Regions from separate parts of the Mus musculus genome. Here all the other regions are linked to region 1. A link is a contact called in public HiChIP or PLAC-seq data. All regions are on one chromosome and are shown on one strand. The core of a region is the stretch at or near the end of the contact, and the rest is flanking DNA. Distances in the headings are between cores, read along the strand shown. Region 1 holds the start of Rala (v-ral simian leukemia viral oncogene A (ras related)). Region 2 overlaps Vps41 (VPS41 HOPS complex subunit). Region 3 overlaps Vps41 (VPS41 HOPS complex subunit).

The links. HiChIP or PLAC-seq counts read pairs in DNA pulled down with a chosen protein or histone mark.
Region 2: a contact with region 1 is called in an H3K27ac HiChIP or PLAC-seq map of embryonic stem cells, with 7 times the contacts expected there. The contact joins the enhancer-like site here to the promoter of Rala in region 1. A contact is called at or near these places in 1 of 39 promoter capture datasets (embryonic stem cells), 1 of 484 Hi-C or Micro-C datasets (olfactory sensory neurons), 12 of 115 datasets of contacts at active chromatin or transcription factors (astrocytes, cardiomyocytes, differentiating embryonic stem cells and 7 more) and 1 of 9 other capture datasets (liver).
Region 3: an H3K4me3 HiChIP or PLAC-seq map of stem cell-derived neural progenitor cells shows a contact between it and region 1, with 5 times the contacts expected there. The contact joins the enhancer-like site here to the promoter of Rala in region 1. A contact is called at or near these places in 6 of 115 datasets of contacts at active chromatin or transcription factors (astrocytes, embryonic forebrain, embryonic hindbrain and 3 more).

What each region holds. Positions count from the first base shown.
Region 1 is chr13:17,942,116-17,945,502 of GRCm38.p6, forward strand. Rala (v-ral simian leukemia viral oncogene A (ras related)) reads right to left here and starts at 2,102. Exons shown (of 5, transcript NM_019491.5): 1 at 1,902-2,102.
Region 2 is chr13:18,809,342-18,812,830 of GRCm38.p6, forward strand. It overlaps Vps41 (VPS41 HOPS complex subunit), which reads left to right. Exons shown (of 29, transcript NM_172120.4): 8 at 1,091-1,210; 9 at 2,226-2,372. Among named protein-coding and RNA genes, the nearest start is that of Vps41, 94 kb to the left of the region's middle. Within about 2 kb of position 1,815, at least 27 of the 459 cell types and tissues checked have an H3K27ac peak or open chromatin away from gene starts, as enhancers often do. A contact at or near this core is called in embryonic forebrain, embryonic stem cells, forebrain and 1 more, where this site is marked.
Region 3 is chr13:18,854,759-18,858,111 of GRCm38.p6, forward strand. All of the region lies in intron 25 of Vps41 (VPS41 HOPS complex subunit), which reads left to right. Among named protein-coding and RNA genes, the nearest start is that of Amph, 92 kb to the right of the region's middle. Within about 2 kb of position 1,858, at least 54 of the 459 cell types and tissues checked have an H3K27ac peak or open chromatin away from gene starts, as enhancers often do. A contact at or near this core is called in forebrain and stem cell-derived neural progenitor cells, where this site is marked.

The sequences.
Region 1 (3,387 bases), core at 852-3,351:
AAGAAGTGATATTGGTACATTTATTTGTACTCTGTTTATTTAAAACGCTACTTAGAAGACAGTGCAGGACCACCATATACTAGAAGACAAAGATACGTGCAGCTTAACCTGAGAATAATGCAACCATCTATAGGCCAAAACATTCCCTTAAAAATGGTGAGGAAAAAATTGGTGAACATTCTTTCCTATAATTCTTTCCTATGATTAGTTTCCCCCACACGGAGTGCCCTGGGGAAAAATAGTTGTAATGAAATACTACTTCAAAATAAACGTGCATTTGCACACCCAGCAGAGAGAGAAGCATGTGGATCTCCGAACATCAAAGTGCTGCTGATCAAAGATGCCAAGGTCACGTCGGGGTGTCAGAAGATTTCATGTATCCTTGACAAAAAATGAGCCACTCTGAGAAACCGTGCTTTTCACCTTATTTCTAAGCAGCATCAACTCCTAACTTCCTCTTTTTAAAGGCTGGGTACAGTTATCACAACCCCAAGAATATACTTGCAATCTTTTGCCAGTAAATCTCTTCCTTCTAACTCTGGATATACTCTAGAAATAAACATGAAACAATAAAATATAAATGAGTATTCGTCTAATCACAGTCCCTAAATATTTTTAACCTTTTCCAGGTCAGAATAGTGAAAATGAAATTCTTCCTGAATTTTTCCTTGATCTCCTGGAGAACAAAAAAGACAATGCAAAATTTTCATGTTCCAAGAATCCCAAAGTAACAAAACTGTGCTCTTAACAAAATTGTTTGGAGGCCTTGCTAGAGATGGAATCTAGTACCTTTTGCTTGGTATGCAAGTACCAGCCACAGTCAATCGCTTCTGGAAAGTGACTTTTCCATCAACTGTACACATTCACATCCATTCAGTGAAGAAATGTGGGGAGTTCTGAGCACTTTACGTGGTAACAGAGAAGATGAAAAGGCTCCTCCTCTGAAAACAACTGAGCCGTAGAAACATCTTAAGGGTCACAGGAGTCATTTATAAGAATATTGTATCAACAGATACAAACAGCATAGGTAATAGTACATATTAACAAGCATAAGCCAAAGGGAATGCCTTCTACACTGTGAGTAATAAATCTGTTAGTCAATTTTGGGAACGTGATTAAAGCTGTAATTTATTTACAGGAAAAGAATTTACAGAAATAAAGGTTCTCCCGGCACACGTACCCAAACTGTTTGTAAATTGTGTGCTTCCTGGCTTGACAGGTAGGGCGTGGCACCAGAGTTCTCACAGTAGCTCAAAGACACTCAGATGAGCTCTCACAAGTCTGGACGTTCTGGTTTCCATGCAAAGGCCAGTAAATTCTTTAATTCCTCCTAAGTCTCCCGACAACACAACCACCTCAGCGCCACCACGCCCGCCCACTCCAACACACGAATGCCCAAGTAAAGCACACAAATCGTATCTTCTACTCCTTGACATCTTTCAGGCACCGAACGCGGAAGATACCCCCATCACACAATGCCTACATTCCCTTCCTCTTCTAAAGGCTAAACCTGTACTAGAAGAGCCTTCGAGCATTCAGCTGGACGCGTCTAAAGACTTTAGTCTGAAAACGCCATTCCTTCCAAACACTGGCAGAGAAGCTCGAAAAGCAGCCGCTCTGTACCGGCAGAGTGGCTTGAAAGCGAGGGAGGTCGGGGTGGAGTGCGGCGCAGGGACTGCGGCGGCGGCGGCGGCGGCCCCAGGTCGCGGGCACCGCCCGGGCACAGCCCTGGGAGCCACCGGCGCTATACAGGTGACCTTCCGGAGACGCCGCCCGCTGTCGGGGCGCAGTCGGGTCCCAGCCCAGGCGGCAGGCGGGACGTGCAATCTCGGCGGCCGCGGGCCCGGCCCGTCGGACACACCCCCGCCGCGGCCCGGCCTCCCCGGCCGGCGAGCTCTCACCTGCACCGCGAGCCGCTCGACCCGCGGGCTCTTGGGCCTCGGCTGCGCCGATCGGACCGCGCTCGGAGTTCCGCGCGGGGCGCGGCAAGAGGAGTCCGGAGGGCGGCGGCAGCGGCGGCGGCCTGGGCGGCGGCGGAGGAGGAGGACTCCGGCGCTCCGCTCTAGGGAGACCCACCCTCCTCCCGGCCGCTCTGCAGCAGCCGCCGCAGATCACTTCCGGGGCGCGGGCCAGCGGGGCGGGGCGCCAGGCCGCACTTCCTGGCCGTGGGGCCGAGTACTCCATGGCGACTGCGAACAAAGGCTCTACGGGCGCGGGGGAGGCGCAGTGGTACAGCCTCCCGGTGGACCCACGGCGAGTCCCCGGGTTCGCGAGGCGTAGCCCGCCCCCCCCCCCCAAGGCCGTGCCGGGATTCCCGTGTCGCGGTGTTTTCGTCTTCCCCGGACATGGAGGGGTTCCTGGAGAAAGAAGGGGAGGGGGAGGCCGCCATCTTGCTTCTGGGGGCTGCTAGGTTCTCTTGCAAGAGTTTTCCAGTGTGTAGCCTGCAACGTGGTTTGTCGCAGATCAAGTCCGAGTTGGTGGATTGGTCGCTTGTCCTGGTTGGAGGGTCTCGGTAGCTGACCGAGTGGAGAACTGGCCTCAGCATATGGGCTTCGGGTTCCTTTTGGAGTAGACCCTTCGACACTAGATTTGGCACTGAGATAAGGCGACGGCTCCGTAACACACTAATGTCTTAAATTAGTAGTTAAACTGAATCGGTTGTTTTCTTTAAAACTGCCCACAAGTTCGAGATAGTTTGCCTAGTGTCTGTTAGCGGCCACACGTTCTTCCCTGGACTTTAAAATTCTCATTTCCTTTGGCCCCAAATGAAGAACCAACGGCTTGGTTGGTTGGCATGACTACTTAAAGGAATGAATGTACACTCAATCAAGTTTGCAGTCTAGAAACCTAGTACTTGGCGTTTGGAAGTATGAATGGAGGGAAGACTTGATAACTTTACTAACAATAGGTTAGAGTTTTAAACTTAAGTATGATCTTTTTTCCAGTACAAAAAGACGATGGTAAATGTGGATCCAAATAAAGGGAGTCCCCGCAGAACAGGGATCAGTGGTTCATGGAGAAGGCTGAGTGCCACTTATCTGTCTTAAAAGTTCTACAAGAGCTGATGAGAAAGATGAGGCTACAGAAGGAGACAGGAGTCAAGTCATGGCTGGCTTTTGTGTCTATTAAATTCTGGAAGTAGAATGGCTGGATACATCAAATTTTAAGCAGTTTATAAATGGAGGACCGATTAATGGGGGAGTTGGGCAGTATAGCAAACATAGAGTAGACAGTGAACTATTGCAGAAGAGGAAAGAGAAAGGTATTTTTAATAGTGCCAGTAACCAACCAAAAGATGATTCCCAGATGATGAAGCCATATAAGCATCATAAGCCAAATAAGAATTGTTTGCTGGGCAGCTGGAGGGTAAGAGAATTGGAAGTCAAT
Region 2 (3,489 bases), core at 565-3,064, 870 kb after region 1:
TTGTGCTCAGTAGTTGCCATGTTTTTAGTTTATCTGTGGTTGTCATATATAACTTTAATTGTATAGCATCAATTTCTAGGTTGCCCCTGATGTTTCCTCCCTTATACTTAGGGCCTGGTAGTAGATACACAAAACACTGAGGTAAACTGAAAGGAATTTTAAAAATTCTCTTGCCAGGAATGGTGGCACCTGCCAACAATCCTAGAGTATGATGGCAGAGGGATAGTAGACCAAGAACTCTATCTACACCAGCATTCTAGGCCGACAATAGTGAAGCTCATCTCCGCCTCACCCCAGACCTCTCTCAGCCTCTGTCCTCAGTGTAGCAGACAGCAGTAACACACATACGTCTGGTTGTTGTGCTTTCAGCGATACATGCTATAGGTGGCACTGCTTAAAGAGTTGAAGTTGAGTATATCAAGAAGAATATGTTCTCAGTGGATGAATTATCAGACCTGTGTCTTCTTCAGAATTAAGGAGTTTTGACCAGTTATATTTTATTTTAAAATAGTCAGTGGGACTTCACAATAGATTCTAATCTTTATATAGTGTCTAGCTACTGTGGAAAATGTAAAGATCCCAAATCTTAAAGCAAATGGTTCATACTTTGTGATTTGATTTACTGTTAAAAAGATAATGTCACATTATTTGCTTTGGATTAAATAAAAAAAAAAAAAGATGCTCGCTTCCAACTAAAGCAGTTGAACCTGTGATGACTCTCTTTGTCAGTGAGAAACTTAAAAGGTTCTGATTTCCCGGTTTACACAGTTAATTAGTTCCCAGTTGAAAAGCCGTCCTGAAGCTGGATTCACTAAGGCATTGTTTGCCCCGAGTCGTGGTGTTTTGGTGCCATCTTGTGGCTGAGACTTGTCATATCCTCAGTGCTCGTCTAATTTAAATAGGAATTCAGGCAGTTCAAGATATGTAGGGGATTGTTTCCAAAACGAGGGTATCTATTTAAAATAAGCATAAAAAAATACTGAGAGCGGCTTGTTTGTCACTTGGTAACACTGACAGGCAGAGAGGATGAGTGAAGGATCTTCTGTGTGACTCTGGAGACCTGAAAGCCTGTGTTTTGCTGTGTCCTCAGCTGCTGCTGTTTGAACGGACCTGGATGAACAGATGGAAGTCTTCTGTGCTACACGAAGGGGAAGGAAACATAAGGAGTGTGAAGTGGAGAGGCCATCTGATTGCTTGGGCCAACAATATGGTAAAGGCACTTGTCTGTCTCTCTAGCACTTGCACAGTGGCAGCAGATTGCCAGATGGAAAGGGCAGGACAGAGACTCGGTGGAGTTAGAATTCTGATAGGTATGGGTGATTGATACCACACCTCAGCTTAAGGAAGTCAGATCGCCTGGGTTTTCATACTACAGCAATTCCCAACACATTGTGGACTAAAATCTCTTTAGAGGAAGAAAGTGAGGCACAGAGCAACGAAGAAAATGAAAAGCCACCTTAATCATTGCAGGGCTGCTTCAGGCATGTGCTCTGGAAATGCCATTCACCCGGCGCTCATGAGCACTGAGAGAAGCAAGTTGTGACTTCCTCTTTACTCCAGGTATAATCATGGGCCTGTCATTTGAAAAGTGTATTGTACTCTCAGTATTGCACTTAAAGTTTATTTTATGTAAAGTGGGGCTTGGAGGAAGTTTAAAGAGTAGTCTTTTTCATATCTGTCATGTTTTCTGAAATTTCAACACGTAGCTGAGAAAATCAGTTGCATTTGGTCAGAAAGAGTTGACATTGTCTCAGTTCAACCCTGCTGCTGGGATTGTCCTCACAACAGCCAGTCTCCAGGCTCCTGATCAGCCAGAGGCACTTGAAGGTTCCATTGAGCACTCTGAAGGGTCACATGTTGTCTTTGAATGGATGGGTTTTCAGACCCAAAGCTTTCTGAAAAACTAAAACTCATTCTCTTTCCGAAGAATTCCTTTAGAAATGCTCGCCACCTATCAGGTTGAAAGCAAACTTGGTGTCTCTGTGCAAAACATGTTTGTGCTGGATTTGTGTTACTTACGCCCTCCACTAATAACAGCCTTTGTCCAGAAAGGAGCCTTGCAGCTTTGGTTCTCAAAGGGTTTGTATAAAGAAAGTCCATGGCCTTGTATGGCTCCTGGGCGTGCCCAGTGAACAGCGTTATGGGTTTGAGTGCGACACGTCTTGCTTTGCTCGATCCCTCTCTGAGATACAAGACACTTAATTTAATGTTGCTTTGGTTTGTAGGGTGTGAAGGTTTTTGACATCACCTCAAAGCAAAGAATCAGCAATGTGCCCCGAGATGACATAAGTCTTCGCCCAGACATGTACCCCTGCAGCCTCTGCTGGAAGGACAATGTGACACTCATTATTGGCTGGGGAACTTCCATCAAGGTCGTTTACTTGGTCTTTCTATTAAATCCAAATCATTACAGATTTATTGTACTCATGACTGGTTTCTGGCAAACCTGATATTTTCATCTGAACACTGTGGTGCTAGGATGAAGCACCACTTTATTTTACAAGTACAGACTTTAAGATGTGCTTTCCTTTTCTTTTTTTTTTTTTTTGTTTTTTGTTTTTTGTTTTTTGTTTGGTTTGGTTTGGTTTTTCGAGACAGGGTTTCTCTGTGTAGCCCTGGCTGTCCTGGAACTCACTCTATAGACCAGGCTGGCCTTGAACTCAGAAATCCACCTGCCTCTGCCTCCCGAGTACTGGGATCAAAGGCGTGCGCCACCACGCCCAGCTGTGCTTTCCTTTTCTATGATGGGCAAACTAATTGCCCTTTTCTGTTCTCAGAATGATGCTGTATTTGTTGAGTTCTGTTTTAGTTTCCCATGATCCCACCGCAGTTCCTTGGCTGTTTATGGAACGTGTGGTTGATTTTGGTGGCTTAGTCAAAGGTGTTGATCTTCATATCATCCTTTCTTTGTCTTTAGTTTTGATCGTTCGGCTCATTTGAGTTTTTCATGGCCGTGAGCTGAGGGTAAACCTAAGTCACCTGCATATTTCATAATTCAGTGGCATAGAGGCCCTGGCTCGTTGTTTATAATTCAATGGCATAGAGGCCCTGGCTCGTTGTTCATAACGTGATTGGCATTGTGAGATATTTTCCTGAGATGATTCAATAATTTCCTTAGTAAGCGAGGGGCCGGAAGGGAGAGTAGGGCTCTTATAAACTCAGAAGTTCACCGGAAAGAGAAGGCAGCTGGGGGAAGTAAAGAGGAGACAGATGTCCAGAAGCAATTAGGGAGAAAAGCAGCCAGTCCCATAGTTGTGGATCTTCAGTTGTCTGCAGCCATGCGTTTTTGTCACACATTAGAAAAGTATTCTCTGAGCCCTTCACCCGGTTGCTCCTGTGCTGAAGACAAATTTAGACATGTGCATTAAAGAAGGAATCAGACAAAAAGATAAAACATCTAACCATTGATCTGGCAGCTTTATATATCTAGTCATTGAGCCTAAGTAATGTCCTTAACATTTTATATTTAAGTATACTGAGCATGCTGTT
Region 3 (3,353 bases), core at 608-3,107, 910 kb after region 1:
CCATTTGGATGCCTGTTACACTTTGCAGTTTGATATTTGGAAACCTGTTGAAATAGAAAACCTGAAAAACTTCTCCACTTCAGGAAGCTTTTTCACTATGTGTAAATAGATCACAGCACTGAAGAAGACATGAGAGTAAGTTACAAAGACTGTTTGAAGTGGCCACAAAAATTTTCTTAGAGAAAATAAATATTGTAACTAATTAGAGTACATCTTTAAGCACTCGGAATAATTTTGCAGCCATTGAAGGACTCTGTTGTCTGAAACACACTTAAGCACAGGATCTAATCAGCTTTTGTCTGATTGGTACAATAATGCTTCTTTATTAGCTCAAAATTTGTGATAAGAAAAAAAGAACCCATATTCTCATATAAATAGTTAATATGCTAGTTACTAAGTATTCTAACCTTTTTTCTTTAATAGAATTGAACAGTGACTATGTTTCAGAATCCTAGTTGCTTCACTAATACTTGAAACTATTTAAAATTCATTTGCATGCAGACTGTTCTTTCTGCGATCACTTGAAAGTGTTGCTGTAATAGATGAACTTGCTTTCCTAGAGACAATATACAGGTTGTAAGAAGAACATTATGATGTAGATAAATCAGATCAGATTGCTAGTCACTGTGAAGGGTGCAAGGTAAAGGACGGCCTGCTGAACTCAGGATGATGCACCAAGAATCAGCGAGACAACCTGCAGGACAGATAACATCCTCATAGCTGTAGTGAAGGTATTCAAAAGTGGGGTGGGGATAGAGGTGGTCAGAGTTGAGTTAGGTGAGAAATTGAGAAGCTTGGACCTGTGGAATTAACCAAACGGACTCTAAGAAATGGCTGGTGCAGACAAGGGGACTACAGAGGAGATGTCAGCATCCTCGTGGTCCTCGGGGAACTGTGGTGTGACTGCAAGGCACAGCGTGAAAGGAGAAGGTTTCTTTCTGTAGACTGGGGTAGACAGTCCAGAACCTTCACTTGGAAGCACTATGTAGGGGATGGGATTACCTAAGAAGTATGTGCCAGAGAACTGAGGCCTAATCTTAGGCTGGTAGTTATGCCAAAGCCTTTGGAGGGTTTCAGATAATCCTAGGGATATGATCTGAGGGAGAAAGAAAAAGGGAAAGAGAACAAGAATCTAAGAACTGGCCAATAGGGAGGAGCAGGGATCAGAGAAGTGCCTACTTTATGCCGTTCCCTAGGTATGCAGAACATCTCAGGCTTGGAAATCCGCTTTGGGGGAAATGGTGCCATAGCCAACCTTGTAATGCCCTTAATCCCCTGTGAGTGAGACTGACAGTGTCCTGTGCTTTGTGGGCCCTTTCTTACTGAGGGAGGTATATAGCAGAATATGCTTGAGACAGCAAGTCTAAACGTACGGCAGTGTCTGAGGCTAGGGTAGCATCTGTATATGATAGTAGGATGGTTAGACTGGTGCTTAGAGCCGGGCTTTTGGGGTGAAACCATGCTTGTGTTGCCAGTCCCTCCCTTCGACGCTGATGCCAGCAAAGGCAGCTGGCATGTCCCTCACTCTGCTCTTCTATGGGAGCTCACACGCCCTGCTGCAGTCTCACTATTCATTCACTTCTATGAACAAATTTGCATAGTGCTGAGCCAGCCGAAATACAAAGCATTAGATACAAAACAAATGTTTAACATAAAAATGGTCCTCTAAAATAGTACCAGTATCTTCTTAATTACAAATATATAGTGAGCTTTTCCTTAGTTCTGTAAATATGCAGTTGGGTGCTGATTTTAAGAGACCCAGAATTTGTTTACCAATGGGTTCAGAGAGCCATTGTTACTCATCAGCCACTGGGTAGAAAAACTACTACTCAGAGGAAAAGGGTGGGAGAGGGAAGGGCAGAGCCAGGGAAACCACACTAGTGCTGACCCGCTGCTCCCTCTCCCTCCCCCTACCCCCTCCCTCTCCATGCCCCACTCTCCCTGCCCCCCTCTCCTTCTCCCACTCCCCTCCCCCTGCCCCCTCTCCCTCTCCATTCTCCCTCCCCCCTCTCCCTCCCCCTCCCTCTCTCTTCCCCCTCTCCCTCTCCTTCTCCCTGTCCCTCTCCCTCTCCTTCCCTCCCTCCCACCATCTTCCTCCCCGTGTATGTTGACTGTTAATTTTTATTAGTAGCCATTTATTTATCTACTTGCCTAAGCAACCTTTTGGGGGATCATGTAAAAATATCCCAGGTCTCTGGAGCCTTTTGCTGTTCCCTGACAGACATACTTTTATTTCATTGTATGGGTCTTTGTTTGTTTCATAAAGCTATAATTTATGTTCTCATTAATAATAAGAGTTCAACCCCATAGATCCCCCAAGTTTGAGGGTGATATTACAGACCTATGAGTTTCCAAGGATGCTGTGTGTGATATAAAGCATGATATGAAGAGTCTTCACACAGAGGTCAGGTGTGCTGCTGTGTACTGTCTCAGTCTCCTTCTCAAACAGACTGTGCATTGAGGACCTAGAGTTCTTTAAGGCGTGAGAGATACTGCGGGTCAGCAGTTAACTGAGAGGAGAGTAGTTATGGGAAACTCCGGCAGCTTTTGCCATGTGACCTTTTCATACTTTATAACCTGACAGCTCTGAAAGGTAACAGAATTGAGCATGTTCACACCCTCAGATACTGAGGGTATTAGGGAAATGGAAATCAGTGCTTTGTCACTAACCACTTTGTTTTTGACAGACATTTTAGGTCCATAATGGGTCTAAAATTATCATTAGCCCCATTGCTCAGAGTAGAAGACTGAGACTTCAGAAGGTTAATGACATATTGGTATGGTACGATACTGAACTAGTTTTAAATTCAGGCCAGCAGAGGAAATGCCAGACCATTTTCATCCAGGACTGCATCAACTCTAAGACATAATCCCTCAAAGCTCGGCCAATGAGAACCACTTCCTGGCTTTTCCCTCATGACTACACCTCTGGAGAAAGACAGGCAGCCGGTTTGAACTTGTTCCTAAAGAGGCAGGAGGCACAGGGACCCAGCCCTGGACTGTACCTCTGAGTGCCTGTTGTAAGCAGAGGCCTGGCCCTGTGCATGTCAGCAAGTGATGTGGAATGAGTCCTCTTCCCCCATGGCACGCAGCCCTCTGCAGATCTGCAAAGGTATTTCCCTCTTCTCAGCCTTGCTGCTGTAGCTCCCCAGTAGTTTTCTACTTAGAATTGAAAACACAAATCAGTTTACAGAAATGGATGACTTTCTTGTTCATCGTTTTTTAGAGGAGGGACAAATTTCTTTTTCACTTTTAATTATCTAACCTTTCTGTATTTTTCCTAAGATGGATTTTAAACTCTCAAATTCCTAAAATAAGCTTTTAAGACCAAATGGATTTCTTTCTTTACATAT